Linked DNA regions of Mus musculus: all the other regions are linked to region 5. The links are chromatin contacts, called in public Hi-C, HiCAR-type, HiChIP or PLAC-seq and promoter capture Hi-C maps. All regions are on one chromosome and are shown on one strand. Each heading gives the region's core, a stretch centred on a gene start, on an enhancer-like site or on the middle of the called end of the contact. The rest is flanking DNA. Distances are from core to core; before and after follow the strand shown.

Region 1 (4,011 bases), core at 1,102-3,601, 1.1 Mb after region 5:
AGCACATGTCTCAGGTACCCCAGTTGCCATATCTATCTAGCATTTAATATCTAAATGGAAACTCCATAAACCTACTTTTTCTAGATACTTTCTCATCTACGGTACAGTGAATTGCTGACCACATGTAGAACAGAGAAATTTTCATGTCATATAGGCAACAAATGAAATTGCTTTAAATGCAAGTAATTCTACAATACCAGTCTTAATCAGGTCTGCAATTTCTGTCCTGTTATATCATTATGAAGTATTTTTGCCAGCCTTTAAAGACAGGAAACCAGGAATTGAAGTTAAGAGCCCTGCCCTAGGTCACACAGCTAGACTTTAATTCTCTGCACAGCAAGAACACAGCACAGCCCCCTCCCTCTCTTTATAAGAAATAGACTGTACAGACTGGCCAAATGTCTCTACCACATGCTGTCCTAATAGGCAGTGTCAGGCCCTGAGCTATGTCTCAGTGGTTAGCATCAAGGACTAATGAGACTATAGTCATGAATCCCATCCTTGTTGAGCCTGTTGAATACAGGCCTTTCTGATGACTAACTTTGTGACTATGAGTAAAGTATTTATTCACTCTGATAGCTGCATGATGCAATAAAAAAAATGCCAGCCTGCAAGTATGTGGTAACTACTATAAAGTACTTTACCAGGTTTCCAAGAGAAAATAAGCTGGCTCACATGTATCAATCAGGGAACATTTACTAAGAGCCAGAATAGTACCAAAGCAGATTAACCAGCTGGACTGTGTGGGGCATCTTGAGGCTAGAGATGGCAGAGATCTCAGGAGTTCTGTAGCTAGATAAGAGAGTGGCTATAAATGGGATAGATCTGTAAGGATACTGTAAGGATCAGGCTGTCTTGTTCTTGCCAAGGAGAAATCAACCCTTGCCGACATGGCAAAGAAGAAACCAAAAGGGTGTATGCCCCAGCCTCCAACTGGCCTCTAAGCTTTTGCTTACTCTCTTGGTTAGAAAATACCCTATAGAACCCAGAAGATATGGGAACCTACATTGCAATTAATATGGTCATTTGACTAAACTGCTTTGGCTCCCAGCAGGTTACATGTGTACACCTGCCCAGGAGCTATCTGGATTTGCAAATGAAAGACACACACACACACACACACACACACACACACACACACACACACATGCCAGTTAATTGATGATATGTCATGACTAGCTTAAAGGCTGGGCCCACTTAAACCTTCATCTGCTACCCCAGGCTCAATTACTTACTCGAATTCTTACATTATTGATTGGCTTTCTCTCCTGCAGATTTTATGTCCCATTCTTCTCCCCCTCCAATCCCAACCTGAGTCATGGTGATTCTCTCCTTCCTTTCTCCCAGCTCCTAGCCCTCAAAAGGTCCCACCTCAGTCCATTGGCCCAGCCATTAACTATTGGTTCTTTATTGGTTTATCAAAAGCCAACTGGAGACAAGGACCTTCAGCATTTGGAAACATTTATTCCTGATATTGGGGCCAGATTAGTTCATAGCATTGGAAACAATCTCCAACATGGTTACCTCCTGTGGCACAGAGCAGAGGATGGAAAGTAGAACAAGGGAAGTGTGGGGACAAAAAGGTATAGAACTCAAGTGCCCTCTTATGATGTTACCAATATGGGGCAGGAAAAGGAAAATCTCATTAACTGTGAGCCTACCTGAAATTCCAGTAGAATTATATTCCTGTGATCTCCTGGGGATGCCTGATAACCAACAGAGGTGAGGTGGGGGGCGGGAGGGTATGAACTATCTAGTCTTCGTTGCTTTACCCTGATCTTCACACCAGCTCAAAGACAAGAGCTGGCTATTTGAGCGAGAGTCCCTTTTCCACAATTGAATCTTGACAATTTATTAAAATGACTCTTTTTGGATAATGAGCTGGATGAGGCCAACCCTGACCGAGCCTCTGGAGGCTGTGCTATGCTGGCTGCTGTCTAAAACCAGCCCACTGGCTTGTTTGTTTGCATACCGGAAAATGTATTGGCCACTTGATTCTGTTATAAATTACCAGCCTGGAAATAAATATCATAGCTGGGTCCACAGTAAGTAACAGATGCCGGAGGAGTGCAGAGTGAGATAAATGTGTTTTGGATGCAAACCTCCTTCCGATTGTTCACAGACAGATGGAGGCAGGCCCAGTGCTGGTTTGCAGTCGCTCTGTGTGCTGTGTAGGTGGGACTTAAATGAACTGAAAGTTCTTTTAAGGTTAGGAAGTTTTCTGCACTCGTTCTTGGCAAATCCCCAGAGGAGACCCATTTGAGCAATACATTTCCTTTTATCTCCTTGGCTGAGGAATCTCGTGGTTTGAATTTTTCCCCTCTGGGGACTTTGTGGGTTTCTGGAGTCCAGAGAAAGTCGTTTTGCTTAGATGCAGCATGAGGACCGGCACGTGGCACACATGCTTTCAGTGGGGTTTAGCAGGGTTGGCAGCCAGGACAAACTTTTCAGTGCTTGAGAGCATAGCCTGGAGCAAGTCAGGTTGAGCCCTGCCCTGTACTGTTGAACAACCCTAAGATGGGAGGAGACAGACAAGGGTGTAAATGAATAAGCCATCTGGTGATTCATGTTTTGAAGAAAAGAAAGCCAAGCAGGCTAGAGAGATGGTTCCGCTGGTTAAGTGCTTGCCATGAGATCCTTAGGTTAATCCCTAGCATTCACAGAAAAGGCCATGCATGCTTGGCAACACTGCTAATAATCCCAGCACCAGGGGCGGGGGCGGGAGCGGAGGAATAGAGATGGACGGTTCCATGGAGATTCCTGGGCCAACCAAGTGAGCCATCTCCAGGTTCACTGAGAAGAGTGATTGATAAAAACCTCTGACATCAACCTCTGGCCTATGCACATTTTCACGCATGTCTGCATGTGCCTCCACACACTTGTACACACATACAAACACATGCATACACAAACAGGAAGCATGAAAAGCAAACTGGGAGTAGGGGAAAGAAGCAGAGATCAGATAAGTGCTGTCTCAGACAGTGAATGGAAGTAAAGCCAAAGCCCAAGCCCAAGAATTAGAGAGAAACACTTTATTACATGGGAACAGGCAAAGTGGCCAGGTGCTAAGTCTTCTAGTCAAATGTCCCTACTGCTTCTGAAGAGGAGCTATACGTCAGGTTAGGCAGACTGCTAAAGGCTCAAAGTGGGAATTCAGGAATGTCAAAAGGCCAAAACTGGAAGTTAACTAAACCATCACCACCTCAGGGAACAGCTTTCTGACTTCATGGCTGAGTCAGTTCCCATGGGTACTCTCCAGAGCCCCACACCTTCCCTCGGAAGTTCACATCCCAGTTTGTAGGTGTCTGTGAGCTGCTCCAAAGGAGGGCTCATGTCTGTCTGGTTCACTTGCGCTTCCAGCACTGTGTCTAGTAGAAAGTGTTCCTGTGATGCTTGCTGGTTGAATCTGAAATGAGTATGCAAACAAACAAAAGCAAAAGTAGCGAGCCTCAGCAGCTCAACCTCACAATTGATGTGTGAATTTCTTGCCCATTTTTTTTTTTTACCATTAACCTTCAAGTATATTTGATTCTTTCAAATGTTAGTCTCCTCCAAGGCCTTTGCCAATGCAAAAGCAGACTTAGGCATGCATTCGACTGACCAACCTTTGCAGAAAGCTGCACCCAGCTCTGAGTGGCATGTCTCATGACTGAGGAGAAGACGAATGCAAAAACTCTTAGTTCTGCTCATATCCCTGTATTTGCTGGTCATATATGAAGTCCAGTGGAGTCTCTCATGAGAAAGGAGCATCATGATGAAGGAGTTCCCTCTGTATCACAGAAGAGGTCATGTCTGAAGTCCTGGGTAGTGAGGCTAGAACACAGGATGTGTGCATTGAGAGAATAAATACAGAGAGACAGACGGAAAAAAAATTCAAGATGAGGATGAGATGTGTGGTTGGTGTAATGTGGAGCAATAAAAAATTATTGTGCAAGCAGAGTAGAGTCAGTATAGACTCAAAGACCCAACACCCTTGGGTGTATACTGAGAAGTCCACTATTGCTGAAAGCA
Region 2 (3,903 bases), core at 752-3,251, 1.6 Mb after region 5:
CACTGACATAGGAGTTTGTTCTCAGACTTTTTGTCTCTCCTGTCTCAGAAGTACATAAAAGAAATGTTTTTGTGTCAATTTTTTTTCCTGCTCAGGAATCTTTTCCAAGTTCCTAACATAAAAAATACTTCCATAAACCGGGCGTGGTGGCGCACACCTTTAATCCCAACACTGGGAGGCAGAGGCAGGCAGATTTCTGAGTTGGAGGCCAGCCTGGTCTACAAAGTGAGTTCCAGGACAGCCAGGGCTACACAGAGAAACCCTGTCTCAAAAAACAAAAACAAAAAATGCTTCCTTGTCTTAACAACCCCAACATTTAAATTAAAAATTATTTTACTAATACTTGCCACTTCCCCTTTCAACATCAAATAATTGTGCTCTTCCCCCTTTGGAAAGCACCAGCCCTGTCGCTTGAGGAGCTTAGCCTTGGCAAGTTGTTTTATCTCTCATCTGTAAAATTAGGGTGTGTAGGGGTGGGTTGGGGGGGGGGGTTGTTCCTGAATAATTATCTATGATTCCTGGTAGTGAAACTTTGCAGGTAGGTGTATATTTAGCTTAGTAAAGACGACCTGACCTTTCCCAAAGCAGTGTATATACTCATATTTAATAAAGCAGTGTATATACTCATATTTAATAAAGCAGTGTATATACTCATATTTAATATGTTTAATCAAGTCTCACCTGGCTGGGCTGGTGACCTAATAACCTCTTATGGCTCCCTGGGAAGTCATGAAAATACACATCAGTGTTTGTCAGATTTCACATCCACAGTCCTCCACTTACTAGCTGTATGGTCAGGGCACATTCCTTACAATCTCCACTTCCACTTCTCCCTCTATAGACTGGGCACCTTCACACTGACCTTGTTAGATGGTTGTAGAGGTTAGAGGTCAGGCCCTGTGCCTTATGTCATCCTAGTATTTCTGTTAAGACCTTGTGCCCTGGACATTAGCAGCTGCTGTAGATATTTTCTCTGGATTTGATTCTCTCTGCTACTGCCTACCTCCATCTTTGAAAAGTTTTCTGCGTGAGTAAAGAGACCCCGTCATGGCAGCCTCACTCTGACCTAGAACAAGCTATCTTGGTGGGATTTAGTCTTTTAGGCCTTGAAAGCCTCTTTAATAAGCAAATTACTTCTCAATTTCTTCCACTTAAAAAATATTTTTTATTTTCACACATAATGATTTTTGATCAAAGTCTTCTCCATTATTCTCTTATCCCTTCCCCATCCCATCAAATTTTCTTCTAAAGTCCTCCTCCTATGTTCACTATGTTTTTATTTTCTTCTTTTAGGTTAGGATTGCCCGAATGAGTACAGACAGGAATTTATTTACTTGAACAAAGGCAACGCACTAGTGACTGTACCACTTAAGACTCCCCTTCCCTCCAGCAATCAGTAACTGTTTTCCTACAGCTCCTGGGGTAGGGGTAGGGCTTATTCAGGCAGGTAGCTAACACTGCTGTGAATTCATGGGTGCAGCAACTGTGTCATGTCCAGAAGATTGTTGTTTTGTGTTATTCTTCTCCATCCTTCAACTCTTAAATTGTTCCTACTCCCTTTTCTGAGCTCTTTCCCAAGCCCCACAGGAGGTGATATAGATGTTCTGTTAGGGTTGAATACTTAACAATCCTAGTTTACCCATTGTTGCACACTAAGAAAACTTGATCTCTAAGGTCCAGGTGTCTAGGGCATGGACTTCATTAATACTCCCAGGACAAGCACATGGCATAATTCCTTCCTTTCTGAAAGCACTGAGTGTTGTAAGAGCAGCTGTTGCCCACAGGATTTAGGTTAGTTTATTAGCAGAACTTCACTTACTGTAAAGATCCAAAAGAAAAACCTTTCCTTTCTTTGGTGTTTTCCCCCAGTAATCTCAAGTGCTATGCTGTGAGCCTCAGACTGAGAAAGGGCACCAGAAAAAGCAGACAGGGTGACATGAGGCCGAATTTACAATGTTTTTTTCCCAGCGTGGGCCAGGAAGTGTGGGTACAGCTTGGGGAACCAGCACACTGGAGGGAAGCCACACCACCTGGGCAAGTATTTGTGGTTTATAACTTGCCAGGCCTTTTAATAGGAGAGCAAGCACTCACAAATGGTGCTGTTTCTAAACTATGACCAGAATGCAGTTTTACCATCTTCCTGGAAAGCTGGCTCTCCTGGGCTCCCCTGGGCCATTCTCTGTTCTAGATTAAGGAATGAATGTGTCCCTGGAGCTAGCACCCACATTATTATCCAACCATTGCCAACTTATCTTGCTTATGAAATGGCAGGTACTTTTTGGCTTACCAGACTGAAAGTATGAGATGAAACGTCTACCTCTAAAGAATTGTTTCCTTAGAATTGTTCACTGAGAGACTGCTTATATTTGATTGTACTCAGAAATGGCTTTGAAGTTCCCTTTCTGGTGCTACCTCAGCTCCTGTGACACGCTTCTGGCATCTGTCACAGGAAAGTTTCCTTCTATTTGGGTAGTTTGATTTTTGCAAGTGGCCAGAGGTATTTGGGACTGAGTCAAGTAGCATTCAATAGCATGCTGAACAGGCCTAGTTTTACTTATTGTCAAAAGCAAACTACCAACACTGACAAGTCAGTGCCCAGGATCCGTACTCCCACAAGTTGTGCTCTGACCTGATTTTTATATACTAATTATGTATTAAAATAAGAATTTGTGTGTGTGATCTGTTTGTGTAGGTGTGCATGCCATGGTGAGTGTGCAGAGGTTGCAGGGCAATTGGTTTTCACCTTTTATAAAGTCTTTTCACCTTTACAAGTATTCTGGGGATTGAACATGGATCCTAAATTGAACAGGAACATCTTTGCCTGTAATAAGCCATCTTACCGGCTCATGGGCTAACTTGTGACATATTATCAGCACCATGATCCTGCGGCATAAGGCCACAGATGGCTGTGTCCTGCTTGCTACTGTATCCCAAGGCCTAGTGTACTGGAACTAACACTTAGTAGCAACTCAGATACTCACTTCTTACTGACTAAATCTATGTCTTCAAACCTAATCGCACACTTTGTGTGGAGCAGTGAGAGAGTAATGTGCTTGCTTTCTCTTTCACAGTTGTCCAAGTTAAGAGCTTTGAATCACTCCCCAATGTCGGATGCCTCTGTTAACTTTGACTACAAATCTCCGTCACCATTCGATTGCAGTCCTGATCAGGGAGAGAACATTGAAGAAGCTGCCAATCATTGTCTGCCCCATAAGAACCTCTATACTACTGAAGAGGAAGCTGACACCCTTTTTTCTAGGAAATTGACATCCCATAATGGGATGGAGGATAGTGGAGGCAGAGGTACTGGAGTAAAGAAGAAACGGAAGAAAAAGGAGCCAGGGGAGCAAGAGGGGACAAAGGGAAGCAAGGACAGAGAGCCTAAGCCAAAGAGGAAGCGAGAACCTAAAGAGCCAAAAGAACCCAGAAGGGCCAAGGAGCCGAAGAGAGCCAAGGAGCCCAAGGAGACAAAGCAGAAAGACGGTGTCAAGAAGCCCCGGAAGCACCGGGAGGCCTCCGGTACCAAGGAAGGTAAAGAGAAGAGAAGCTGCACTGATTATGGATCCAGGACAAAGTCCAAGAAGGCCAGGTGTGTGCTTTCCTCCTTGCCCTTGCCTTCATGGGGCTGTTTGCCTTTGCCATTAACCCAACCCCTAGGCCTGACTTGACTATACCTGTGCTGGCCCAAGCTGTATACCTTATTTACATAACTTCTGGCATTGATGGCAGGTGGTATTATCTAATTTCTAATTATTTTCTAATTCTGATTTCCAAAATCACACTTCAAAAACACTTTGCTTTTAGGAAATTCCAAGAATTGCTAACCTTCTTCAGATTCCAGTGGTCCTTTTTAGTCTATGTTCCTAATATTTAGCATTCTTCATATGGTGTGTTTGTGTTCTT
Region 3 (4,236 bases), core at 1,662-4,161, 1.2 Mb after region 5:
GAGTAGGTGGGTGGATGGGGGAGCACCCTCATAGAAGCAGGGGGAGGGGTGGGATAGGAAAAGGAGAAACCAGGAAGGGGAATAACATTTGAAATGTAAATTTAAAAAAATAACCAATAAAAATTAAAAGAGAGAGAGAGAGAGAGAGAGAGAGAGAGAGAGAGAGAGAAGATGGCAGCTGACATAATTATTCCTCAGGGCCAAAGCTTTAACTTAAAAGTTGGTAAACTATGATCTGAAAGTCGTAAGCAGCTCACTGCTTACTGTGGAAAACAGGGTTCACAAGTGCATAGCCATACCTCCTTCATATGCATTCTGCTTGTAGCTTCCTTCTCCCTACAAGGGAGGAGTTTACTGTGACGACCCCCCCCCCCTTCCAGGCTACAATATTTGTTTTGTGACTCTTTATAGACAGCTCTTCTACCCATTGTTCTAAAACAAAATTTGCCTTAGCCATAGCTAGATTTAAAGCCATGAACTCAACACTGTTCTTTGAGGATGAGGCATCCTTATATGGCAAGCCAGGACTTGCCAGGCCTAAGAGCTCCGGCTCCTATAGACAGCACTGTGTGGGATTGACAGACAGAGCTGCACGGGAAGGATCTGTCTCATTTGAAAACTCACCTCTTGTTCTCAACCTATGCCCTGGCAAGGGATGTGGAGGGTGCACAAGGATGAGTCAGCCCTCTTGCTTTACTTTGGTATTGGTATTTGATTTGTCTTGGTGGGATTTGTTTTTTTTTTCTTTAAAAATGTTTATTGTTTTGAGAATTTTACACATGTATATAATGTGGTGTAATCAAGTCTGCTTTGCATTATCTTCCTTCCAATCCCCCTGTCTCTCACCACCAGTCCCTCCCAACTTCATGTGTTCTTTAATTTTTTTTCCTACCAAGTGTACTTAGCACTGCCCACATGTTCCTGGGTTTAGGGACATCTACTGGATCATGGGTAGCCTCTAAGAGTGGGGGTGGGGCTCATCCTTAAAGGAAAGTGCCTGTCCCTCTCCCAGCAGCTGCCTGGCAGTAGCTTCTCAGCTAGACATGAAGACTCCATAAGCACTGCACCCCGTGCTGGGATCTTTGTCTGACTTGGTCTTGGGACCTGTCATAGCCTCTGTGAGCTCCTGTGTACAACTACTCTGTTATGCCTGGAAAGCACTGTTTCAGTGATCTCGCCATCCACTGCCTCTGCCTCTTAATCTCTCTACTCCCTCTTCTGAGATGGTCCTTGGGAGCAGGGTATGATACAGATATCCTACTTAGGGCTGAGGATTCTTGGTTTTTAAAAATGTCTACATCTGCCATCTTGGTCAACAAACAACTACAAAATGGTGTGAGAGAGAAGAGGGAAGAGGGCTTGTGGGTAAGGGAACAAGCCATTCAGAACTCCAGAGGCTTCAAACTTCAAACTTAAGAAAAGAGAGTCACTAATTCTGGGCTACAGCCAGGGTGCGCAAGGGTCACAGATCACCCAAGATCATCTGCCTTGTCAACCACTCTGTGGTCCTGAGACCTCTTCTTCTCATGGAAGGACACCATCTGTCCTCTGCTTAGAAGAGGACAGAGCTGGCAGTGTAAGTGTTCACGCAGAAGACAAGGGTCCCAGCCTGGTGGATCCAGAGTGGCTAGCTATGCATCCACAAGCTTTAGCCTGCCATGCTCAGAGCCCCTTAGGAGACCATCTGTGCCAGGTCTGGTATCTGCCCACCCTCCCATGTCCACCAGGGTGCATTATCCCAGATGTTCAGGGGCAAACCACAGACAACATCAGGAGTCCAGGCAGATTTGCATTACTTAAAAAAAGACTTGAAACACACACACACATGTCAATCAATGTAATCTGTCCAGCTGGCAAATGAAACCAGGCCTCAGGGAAATCCCAGATCAAACATATCCACCAGGAGCCAAACAATCTGGGGGCTTTGTCTGAAAGAGCTGTTGGTGCCAGAGGTCATGTGACCTCCCAGAAACGTCCTGCGCTAGGTCACTGGAGAGGAAAGCAACTCTCTACGTGAGAAAAACTCTGACTCTTCATTCTGATAAAAACATACTTTAGTTTAGTTTATACACATGAACCAGTCGGTCACAGGCCTGCATGGAAACCCTCAGGAATCAAGGGGCACTTCATCTCCTGCTTCCTTCTCCTCTGTCCCCTAAATTCAATAGTACATTTAGAACCAGTCCTCAAAGGGTCGGACAGCGACCTTGACTGCTGCGAGCCTCTGCCCTCACAATCTACCCGCCCAGGGGGGCGTGGCTAGGTTTAGAAGGCTGAGGACCACAAAAATCCACTGAAGAAGTGTGGGACGGCGACACACTGAGAGTCAGACCCTTCAGAGCAAGGCAGGGGTGAATTCTCGCAATCGTTTTCCTCCCTATTTTCATTTACCATTTCCCTAAGGTGCTACTGAGGTTACCATCCCAACAGATTTCTACTTCCAGTTTTGCATCTAGGCATCTCTGCTTGCAGGAACCTGAATCAATCCCCCTCCCACTCCATCTCTCCGGCGCTCAGACCCCGCCCACTTAAGATCCACAAGTGACAAGCAGGGCTGGTTGTGCCCAGTCTCTGTCCACGCAGAGATAGGATCAGCGCATTTCTCAGCTTCTTGTAAATAATTTCAGAGCCTCTCCTGTGCGGTGCATTTGCAGCAGCCAGGCGAGCTATCGTTCTCCATTTACTCCTCGCCAGGTGGCATTGATGAGGGCTTTTCTCCGCCTAGTTGAGCTGGCGCTTCTCAATAGGGAGGGCTATCTTCATAAATTTGTGTTTTTGGATCACCCACAGCTCAAAGCCCTGCTTTTGGTGTGTCAGTAATAACTGGCAGGTCTCTCTCAGGGGCACAGTGACTCAATCACGGACACAGTAGGTCTTGCTCTAAGCACAGCATCACCGCTCAGCCCACACACTCTCCTCTGTGATTCAGGACTGTGAACATCATCTGCTCCACCTGGGGCTCCAGTCTCTGCCCCCTAAATGTCTCTCTGTGTGATTAACTAGACAACTAACTTCAACTTACAACTAGAAATAGACATATTCCTTCAAAAAAAAAAAAAAAAAGATATTCACAGAGATGCTGTGAGCCAGAGAGCACATTGTGTTGAAGATGAAAAAAGTCAACTAAGAAAATATCTAGTTGGTAGCGGGCTTGCCTGTAAGTGTAAGGGCTAGAGCTTGATGCCTAATACCTACGCCAAAAAAAAAAAAAAAAAAAAAAAAGCCAGGAATGAGCTGGACAGTGGTGGCACACGCCTTTAATCCCAGCGCTTGGGAGGCAGAGGCAGATTTCTGAGTTCGAAGCCGAGGTCCAGGACAGCCAGGGCTACACAGAGAAACCCTGTCTTGAAAAAAAACTAACTAACTAACTAGCTAAATAAATAAATAAATAAATAAAACAAAAGCCAGGAATGATGGTGTGTGCCAGTTACCCCAACACTGGAGAGACAGACAGACAGACTGGTCCATGGGGCTCAGTTGTTTAAGCTGAATTGGAAGACCTGGGGCGGAGGGGGGAGTATGAAAGACCCTGTCTCAAAAACAAAACAGTAAAAAGCAGCTAAGGAATGACCCCCAAGCTTGCTCACACAGGAACATGTGACACACGTACACACACACACACACACACACACACACACACACACACGAGAGCATCCTTACACAAAATTTAGATGAGATGTACACCACCAAGACTCCATGTTTAATAAGGGAGACTGTTCAACAGTGTACAGAGCTCAGAGCCATTGAAAGTACAGATCACAGAAAGGCTTCTTTAGATCAAAGCTGAGCCCTCCCCTCCCCAGATTTGTGACCTAAGGCAATCAGACAGTCAGTATTCGAATCAGAAAATATGGCATATGAGTTCCTTTTTATCACAAACTGTCAGACAAACAACTAAAGAGGAATGCTTTAGCTCACATTTCAGAAGGTGTGGTCTACTATGGAAAGGCAGATGGAGCAGCAATTTCATATCAGGACAGGGAAGGAGAAAGGGGGATCTCTAACTTTGACCTTTAATTCCATGCAGGACCCTGTCCCAGGGAAAGAGCCACCCACACTCAGGACAGTCTTTCTCCCTTAGACATCCAGAAACACTCCCACAGACACACACAGAAGTCGTACCTCAGTCTCTTCTAAATCTGGTCAGGCTGGTAAAGGAGAGTGCCTGTTACATCTCCATAGAACTGAAAGCTCCCACTTGGATGACAGTGGGTGTTTGTAAATGATACCAGTCCT
Region 4 (3,808 bases), core at 113-2,612, 1.5 Mb after region 5:
GCTTCCAGCTTCCAACAGTGATTCTAAAGTGAAAGGGATTTGTTGAAAGACCATTACATAGCTCAAAGAAGTGATTAGAAGATAAACTGACCTCAGAGAGGCCAGGCAAGATCTTAGCATAGGCAGGTCATCTCTATCAACACCATGATGCTGGATGCAGTCCCTCTTCATGTTTGGTACCCTTTCCCTGCAAATGGAATTGGTGCTCAAATGTGTAGGACTCCTAAATGACAAATATCCTTTTCTGAGATAAGCTATGTCTCCCTTTAGCCCAGGCCAAAGAAATCTCCCCACGTTGCTCCATCTTGTACAACCAAGGGCCAGAAGGGCAGAGAAAGCAAGAGTATCCATTCCCCTCTCGACATATCCCCATCCAAGTCTTGGGCAGAAGAGAGCAGTCGAGATGATGGTGACAGGCAGGTTTCAGGTCTGGGGAATCCTGGGTACCTTCCAACTTTCTGTCAGGTCTTGACTCATCTTAGTTGGCAACTGTGTTAGATAAGCACCAGGCAACACCTGATGGGTAAGTAACTATTAGTCAAAACAGGAGAAGGGTTAGCAAGTTCTGATTTATGGGACGTATGCTCATCCCGCTTGGATCACTGAAATTAATTCTCTGTGGCCATGGAGATAGGCAAAAGGCAGAGTGGAGTGGAATTAGCATGCTAGGGAGTTGGGGATTTCATTCTGGGCCAATGGAATACCATTGACGTATCTTAAATGGGGAACAGGCATGACAGTATCTGTGCTTTGGGAAAGAGGTGGACCAGGTTTATTGCTTTGTTTATTGCCTCGTCCCTAGAACCAGGGAGCTGACTTACACTCAGATGGCTAACAGGTAGAGATTTGACCTACCTTCTGAGAGGAAAGCCAGGGTCTGTGCCATTGGAGAGGGAGACTTGACGCCAGTATGCTGGCTGCCAACAGTGTCCTTGACTGTGAATCCAGACACTACCTGCAGTGTCTTTGCCTTTAGATATTTATGCAATAGCCTCTATCAAGGACATACTCTGTTCCCTATCCTAAGGTCCTGTCCTTCTCTTTCTAGGGTCCCCACTTATTCATGCCTAAGAAAGGCTAGCCAGCACAGCTGGGGACTGAGGCTGGCTGCCGCACCAGAACCGCCTCCTCGGAGTTATGTAAGCCAGAGCAGAAGTCTGGAATGCAGGTTTAAGACAGCGCAGGCTGATGCAAAGGGGTGCTCCTGTGATCTTTGCATCACATCTACAGTAGAAACAGCAAATGTAAATCAAAGTGAACTGTGTAGCAAACTCTATCTAGACACAACATAGAAGAAAAAGAAGCCTGGCTTATCACGGAGTTGCTGTCACTGTGTCTCACGACACTCCCACTTCATGGTACTCTGATGTGAGGCCAGGCTGTCTTACAGTCAGCAACACTGGAGACATAATGCCGAGAAGGCAGGAGCCTCAGCAGGAACTCAGTAATTTGTGTTCCTGACTTGACACATCGTACCTTCTCAGATTTTTCTTTTCTCTCAGCCCTGGATATGTGGGGATATTGGACATTTCTTTTGTTATTGTCCTTGCTGTTGGGGGAGGGTGCTCACACTGCGTCCCTTTTCCCTACAAATTTGATTCTAAGAGAGAGGTACAAACATACAGAGCAAATAAACGGTTTGTTGCTTTTGTGCAGAGCATGGTTAATAATTAGAATTCTTTTCTGTCCGAGTCTACTTCCTTGTATGATAGTATCTGTGTTTAATAAATAACTGAAATAAATAACTGAAAGACTGCCTATATTTGGCCCTTTATGCCTGTGTGGCACTAGTTATTGGAATATTCATTTCATTTCATTCTAAACACTAATGCTTGAGGAAATGGAATCTAAGAGATGGAACACGCACTCTTCAGAGTCTGCATGACCATGCTCCTTCCTTCCCCTTCTCTGAGACTCTGCAAGACCATCAGGCTGACTCTGCAGGCTCCTCTCAGGCTCTTCTGTCAGCTAGACTGTGGGGAGGTGGAGCCTGGTAAGGCTGGAAGGAGATGGGGGATCCACCAGAGTGGTTCTTTCCCCCTCCCCCTGCTGGGTCTCATTCATCCGAGGCTAGCCTCAATCTTACTTTGTAGCTGAAGATTATCTAAAACGTATTGCTTCTACAGGAGCATGCTAATATACCTAGTATATGCGGCACAAGGGATTGAGCCCAGTGCTTGTTGTATGTTAGACAATTGTCCTTCTGGTTAATAGAATAAATATATATATATATATATATATATATATATATATATATATGTGTGTGTGTGTGTGTGTGTGTGTGTGTGTGTGTGTATCATACATATTATATGGTATGTAGTATATATTACATAATTCATAAATTATATAATATATGCTATGTGCTTACATATAAATATATTATATATGTTATACACATAAAAGCATATTATATGTATATGTGTATATGTATCTATGTAATGCATATTACATACACACACACACACACACACACACATATATGTATATATACACACATATCTTCAGTAGCAGCTCCAGACTCCAGCTCCCATTAAACCTGATTGCCATGGTCCTAGCTTCCCATAGTGACCCCGAACCCTGAGTTTTAGTAAGACAACCTCCTGTCTCTCCAGCGTTGAGATGACAGCAGTAGCTTCTGGATGTTGTTTCACTCTCCCATTTGGCTAACCAGTCTTATTATCATCTGTATATGGTCTTCAATAAATCCCTCTGTCTTAAATGATTCAAGAGGAGCTGTTTTCCTGGTAGGACTCTGCCTGGTATATGCAAGGTTAATGGAAAGGGTTATGGAAGAGACATTTTTGTCTTACTTTTATTTTATTATTTCATTATTTGGAGGCATGTCTACTATAGCACAGGTTGGCCTTGAACTTGCTATGTACCTAGGGCTGGTCTTAAATGTCTTATGTCCTTGCTTCTACCCTTTCAATGCCACACATGTGCACCATTTCACATAGTTCTATTTATTTTATTTTATTTTTTTACACATATATACAACATCCCTTCTGCTTCCTAGCCCTTGCCAGGAAACCCATTCCCACAACCCCCTCCTATAGTGCAAAGGGGCAAAAGCAAGAGACACTGTACAGAGCAGAAGGGAGATTCTAAGCTCCCTTCTGGATTTTGACTTTACCACCCACCTTTGGCCTCTCTCAATGGACTAGTAGCTCAACCACCCCGTCCATTTCCCTTCTCAGCCACATGGGAAAATGAGTTTCAAAACTAATCTAATCTAAGAAAAAGATTCTTCTATCACTCTGGATAGCATCCTGGCCCTCTGCCCATCCACATCGGCATGTCAACTGCTTGGAGGCAGAGCCAGAGAGACAGAAGCTGGGCCTCTTCCTACAGCTCAGCTGCTGTGAGCGAACAGGAAGTGTTGTGTTCCCAGGGCACTGTGTGTGTAGCCTCCTGCTAAATGGACATTGTTTGTAACCCCACCTTGTTCATGAGTTAGGTCTTCTCTGCCTGCACTTCTGTCTCTTGGCCTCTCCCTCTGGTCATCCTGTTATCTTCTCTCACCCTAAACTTCAGCTCTCAGCAAGTCTCAGCTTCTTGCCAGGCTCCTTCTGATGCATGGTCCTGCTGCCTCGTGGCTTTGGCTTGATGAATTCCTTTGTACTCTCTACATCCAATCCATTCTGCCTTTGCCAACTGGTCTCTTGAATGTAATCTTCTCCAAGGTTGATAAGATCTGCTGACCACTACACATCCAGAATCTTCCACGGGTCTATTGTCTATGGTTTCTTTGCTCAGAAAGGCTGGTAATATAGCAAAACCGGAGCTAATGCACTCTGCTTTTACCCAG
Region 5 (3,677 bases), core at 310-2,809:
CCAGGGGGGCAATCATCCTGTGTCACCAGAGAACAGCCAAGGCTATGACTGCCCAGTCAAGTGCACTGTCAATATTAGTAAAAAATTTAAGGACCTGCAAGGTAGCTTGCAAGAGGTCTAACTCCCAGGCTCCCGCCACTCCCCCCCCCCCCAAAACCCCCCAGAGCACAAACCCTATTCCCTGGAGTGAGGGCTAAGCAGCAGGGTTTTCTTTTTTTTGGGGGGGGGAGGGGTCCTCTCCCCTGGGAGAGTGCTTTGACCAGGGAAGTGTGGGAGGTGCTTGGCCATGCAATGGGCTGGCCCCTGTGTTTATCTTGAGAAAAGTGGAGGCTGTGGAGGTGGAGGGAGGTCGTTCAGAGCCAGGTGGAAGCATTTGCCTGGAATTACAAGTGTGGGCTGAGAGAAATAAATGGGCTGGTGTTCAATAAAAAACGTCCACCTCGGCAGAGCTGGGGTACCAGTGAGGCTCTGCCAAAGCAACTCCAACCCAGAGCCCCTGGTGCCCCACTTTTGGAGATGCTGGCTGTGTTTGACTTCCATATGACTCCTAATGGTCTGTCTGTCCGGTTCAGTCCTTTGGGACTCCAACAAGGGAGTGGAATGGGGAGGGGGAAACACTTTGTTAAACCGAAGGAGGGCTTTGGGCAGGCAGTAAAGTGTTTACAAAGTAGGAATCCCTTCAGCATCTTTGGGTGTCCTTATCGAAGGCCTTTATATACAAGGCTCACATCCCTCCCCTGGTGGCAGGCCTGTGGGCTGTGGCAGGCACTGCCCAGTGATCTATGTCTTTAGGCCTTCAGCCCCAGCCAGGTCTTTGTTCAGACCAGGAAGCAAAAGGGGGAAAGCTCCATTTCTCTCTGAAAGGGAGAACAGGGGAGGCAGCTAGAGAAGGGGGAGAGATTCCCACACCTGTGTGTGTAGGGCGGGGTTAGGGACAAGAGAAAGAGATGTGTTGTGATTAAGGTCGGCTGTGCTGGACTGCTGACTAGATGATAGGGGATGAGGAAAGAGGGAGGGAAAGGGAGAGAGAAAGAAAGAGAAAGGGAGAATATGAATATACGAGAGAATTTTAGGGTGTGCAGGAGACCCTTCAACAGCTGTCCCCAGCTTTGCGAAGCATCCCCCTCCCGCAATTCACAGCCCTGTAGCGTCCGGAGTTGATCGGGCCTCTCCCTCCCCCTGCCTGCTCGCACTGCCCCCCCCCCCCCCAGTCACCTGTTCTCCCACCCTTACTTCAAAGGCTGTTCCAGGTTTCTCTCCTCCCCCCATCGCCTCGTACCTGCGCCCCCGCAGGGTAGCCTGAAAGCGATGCTCAGCTGGGTGGTGTGGCGCGGGGCGAAGAGGCGAATACCCCGCAGATCCTGTGTGTGCAAGAGCGATGTGTGTACGCGCTTGAGTGCGCGAGCGGCCCCGAGCCGGCCAGCCCGGGAGAGGGTGCGTGGGGGAGCCCGCGAGTGGCAGCCGCGGGCGTGTGCCAGGCGCGGGCGGGCGTGCGCGCGAGGGTGTGTGTGCGTGGCCGAGGCGGAGCGCCCGGGCGGGCGGCGGCGACGGCGGCGGCGTTAGGACTCTGGGGACACCGCCCCCCGGCCCCCGCGTCCCGCCCCCGCCCAGCCTCGCGCCTCAGTTCGCGCCGCGCCTGGGCTCGGAGCGCAGCGGCGCCGGCTCCCGCAGCCGGAGAGGAGCCAGCCCCGGGAGCCCAGCGGCGCGCACTGCCTGCAGCCGCGCTGGCGATGCGGGGCCGCCCCGCGCCCGCCCGAGTCCCGGCCCCGGCGCCCTCGGGAAGGGGCTGAGCCGCTTGCCGCCCGGATGGGGAGCCTTGGCGGGCTCGCCCTCTGCCTGCTCCGGCTCCTGCTCCTGGGGCTGCAGCGGCCGCCGTTGCCCGGCGCCGGAGCGCAGAGCGCCGCAGGTGAGTGCGCCCGCCGGGCTCCCCGGGCCCCTTCGCTCTCCCCAGCCCTGGGAGGAGAAAGTTGGGTCCCGTGGCCAGGGGATGCCGGGGCCCGGTGGGAGTCCCGTCCCAACCTCCGGACGCAGCTGCTGTGTCCAGGCGTGCCCAGTCCCGCTCCAGGTCCCCCCCTGGCCCCTCGTCGCCTTACTTTCCTGCCGCTTCCCCCCCACCCCCGGGCGGGAGTAACTTTGCGCGGCTGTTGCGAATATTTCCACTTGCTGCCTCCCACTTGTCGGAACCTGTCACTCGAGTGTTTCGGGGTGGAGGGAGGAGGCGCCGCTTCTCGCCCGGCGCGGAGCACTGTCACCCGGGCAGCTTCCTGGGCTGCGCGCTCTTGGAGTGGGGAGCACAGGTCCCTAGCAGGCCCAGGCTGCCAGGGCGGTGGCTTTTCCTTTCTCCTGGGAGACACTGAAGATCATCCAGTGTTGTTCTAAACACGCCGCTCCCCTTAGCGAGCCCTTAGCAGCTGGGACTTCCCATGGGAGTGTTCTTGTGAATGACCCACTCGGCTAAACCCTCACCTCACCTCGTGGCTCTGTCCAGAGTAATGGGTACCCTGCTAAGGCCCTTTAAGTGCAGTGGCTTTGATCAGTGAGCTAGTGGGCTTCTGAAAACTTCGGGACACTCGTCTTTCGGCTTGCCCATGGGCAGGTAGCTAGTTCCCCAGAGTGTGTCTAGTGTCTTCTTAGTGGCGACTGAGCTGAAGAGACCACTACCGAGGGTCTCTCTCATCACTAAAACCCCACTGGTAGGGCTTCCTTCCGTGAGTCCCTTAAAGAGGGAAGGAGAGGTGGGGAGGGATACCTCCAAGTTCAAAATCACCTCGAAGTTTCTTAGCACCTTTGGTTTAGGAGTGACCACACTGAGCTGCTGTCGCTGGTCGGGGTCGGGGGCGGGGGGCACGTTGAGGCATGTCAGCGGAACTTAGGAAAGGGTTCTTTTTGGATTGCTAAGCAACAGCTGTGCTCACATAAGAAATCAGGGGAGGAAGAAAGGGAAAGAAAGGCAGTGAGCCTGATGGAAGTCTCTAAACAGGCTGCTTTTGAGAGGAAGAACCGCCGGAGTGACATTCCGTTAGAAATGTCTTAGGTTTTCTTCCCTGACTTGATGTTAAAATGGAAACTGGACACAGGATGTATGGGAAGGAACAGCTTGTTTTCGTGCCAGCGAAGTTGAGCAAGGAGGCCACTCTTTTTGAGGTGTCTGAAGCTGAAAGGCTGGGACAAGAGGGGGAGAAAAGAGACGGCCGCAACATCATTCTGAAGATGCTTCAAGGCTCTTGTTTCCCTCGCTTTGGGGTCTGCGTTAGGTGTGCTGTGTCAGGAAGCTGGCAGGAGGGTGCTTGAGGCAGTCCTGGGGACCCGGGTATGACTTATGATTCTAATCTTTACTGTCTTCTAAGGCTTGGCGGGACATTCATACGTTAATAGTACTCACGTTCCCGCAGCAGAAACCGGATCAAACACGTCCCACAGACCTTTTTTGGGTAGCAGCTGTAAACCCAGAACCTGCTCCAGAAAGCTGTCCAGGGCTGAAACGCACGCCGGTTCCGCATGTTACCGCAAGGTGGCGCTCGCTCACAGCTGTTAAATGCAAATCGAGCCGCTTTCATCTCAGGGATAGAACTTCGGTTCAATTTTTAAATGAGTAATGTGTTTATTCAGCAGCCTTTTGTTAAAACATTTAGAGAAGTGTGAGGAGGAAGCACCTTTTCTTTGTTTGCTGCTCGGAA

What was found. Promoter capture Hi-C pulls out the DNA fragments that hold promoters and counts their contacts. A called contact is a pair of places that touch in the nucleus more often than the background predicts. HiCAR-type assays count read pairs that join an accessible place to other places. HiChIP or PLAC-seq counts read pairs in DNA pulled down with a chosen protein or histone mark.
Region 1: a Hi-C map of cortical neurons shows a contact between it and region 5. The contact joins the enhancer-like site here to the promoter of Ptprt in region 5. A contact is called at or near these places in 6 of 39 promoter capture datasets (the 3T3-L1 cell line, hippocampal neurons, liver and 2 more), 2 of 484 Hi-C or Micro-C datasets (cerebral cortex and cortical neurons) and 4 of 115 datasets of contacts at active chromatin or transcription factors (acute myeloid leukemia, embryonic forebrain, embryonic hindbrain and 1 more).
Region 2: a HiCAR-type map of astrocytes shows a contact between it and region 5, with 6 times the contacts expected there. The contact joins the enhancer-like site here to the promoter of Ptprt in region 5. A contact is called at or near these places in 8 of 39 promoter capture datasets (the 3T3-L1 cell line, the C10 cell line, frontonasal cranial neural crest and 3 more), 2 of 115 datasets of contacts at active chromatin or transcription factors (astrocytes and stem cell-derived neural progenitor cells) and 1 of 9 other capture datasets (embryonic stem cells).
Region 3: a contact with region 5 is called in an H3K4me3 HiChIP or PLAC-seq map of forebrain, with 42 times the contacts expected there. The contact joins the enhancer-like site here to the promoter of Ptprt in region 5. A contact is called at or near these places in 14 of 39 promoter capture datasets (the 3T3-L1 cell line, 3T3-L1-derived adipocytes, the C10 cell line and 10 more), 3 of 484 Hi-C or Micro-C datasets (the HPC-7 cell line, brain and embryonic fibroblasts), 4 of 115 datasets of contacts at active chromatin or transcription factors (embryonic forebrain, embryonic stem cells, forebrain and 1 more) and 1 of 9 other capture datasets (liver).
Region 4: a promoter capture Hi-C map of hippocampal neurons shows a contact between it and region 5, with 7 times the contacts expected there. The contact joins the enhancer-like site here to the promoter of Ptprt in region 5. A contact is called at or near these places in 6 of 39 promoter capture datasets (the C10 cell line, HPC-7-derived erythroid cells, hippocampal neurons and 2 more) and 3 of 115 datasets of contacts at active chromatin or transcription factors (embryonic forebrain, forebrain and stem cell-derived neural progenitor cells).

What each region holds. Positions count from the first base shown.
Region 1 is chr2:161,568,916-161,572,926 of GRCm38.p6, reverse strand. All of the region lies in intron 19 of Ptprt (protein tyrosine phosphatase, receptor type, T), which reads left to right. Among named protein-coding and RNA genes, the nearest start is that of Gm35374, 180 kb to the right of the region's middle. Within about 2 kb of position 2,351, at least 31 of the 459 cell types and tissues checked have an H3K27ac peak or open chromatin away from gene starts, as enhancers often do. A contact at or near this core is called in cortical neurons, where this site is marked.
Region 2 is chr2:161,052,074-161,055,976 of GRCm38.p6, reverse strand. It overlaps Chd6 (chromodomain helicase DNA binding protein 6), which reads left to right. Exons shown (of 37, transcript NM_173368.3): 3 at 3,072-3,589. Among named protein-coding and RNA genes, the nearest start is that of Chd6, 55 kb to the left of the region's middle. Within about 2 kb of position 2,001, at least 24 of the 459 cell types and tissues checked have an H3K27ac peak or open chromatin away from gene starts, as enhancers often do. A contact at or near this core is called in astrocytes, where this site is marked.
Region 3 is chr2:161,497,291-161,501,526 of GRCm38.p6, reverse strand. No RefSeq gene overlaps it. Among named protein-coding and RNA genes, the nearest start is that of Gm35374, 110 kb to the right of the region's middle. Within about 2 kb of position 2,911, at least 19 of the 459 cell types and tissues checked have an H3K27ac peak or open chromatin away from gene starts, as enhancers often do. A contact at or near this core is called in brain, forebrain and second pharyngeal arch cranial neural crest, where this site is marked.
Region 4 is chr2:161,136,720-161,140,527 of GRCm38.p6, reverse strand. No RefSeq gene overlaps it. Among named protein-coding and RNA genes, the nearest start is that of Chd6, 30 kb to the right of the region's middle. Within about 2 kb of position 1,362, at least 19 of the 459 cell types and tissues checked have an H3K27ac peak or open chromatin away from gene starts, as enhancers often do. A contact at or near this core is called in hippocampal neurons, where this site is marked.
Region 5 is chr2:162,659,029-162,662,705 of GRCm38.p6, reverse strand. Ptprt (protein tyrosine phosphatase, receptor type, T) reads left to right here and starts at 1,559. Exons shown (of 31, transcript NM_001291150.1): 1 at 1,559-1,906. The coding sequence starts at 1,807. 9430021M05Rik (RIKEN cDNA 9430021M05 gene) reads right to left here and starts at 1,543. Exons shown (of 4, transcript NR_033569.1): 1 at 1,280-1,543; 2 at 910-985.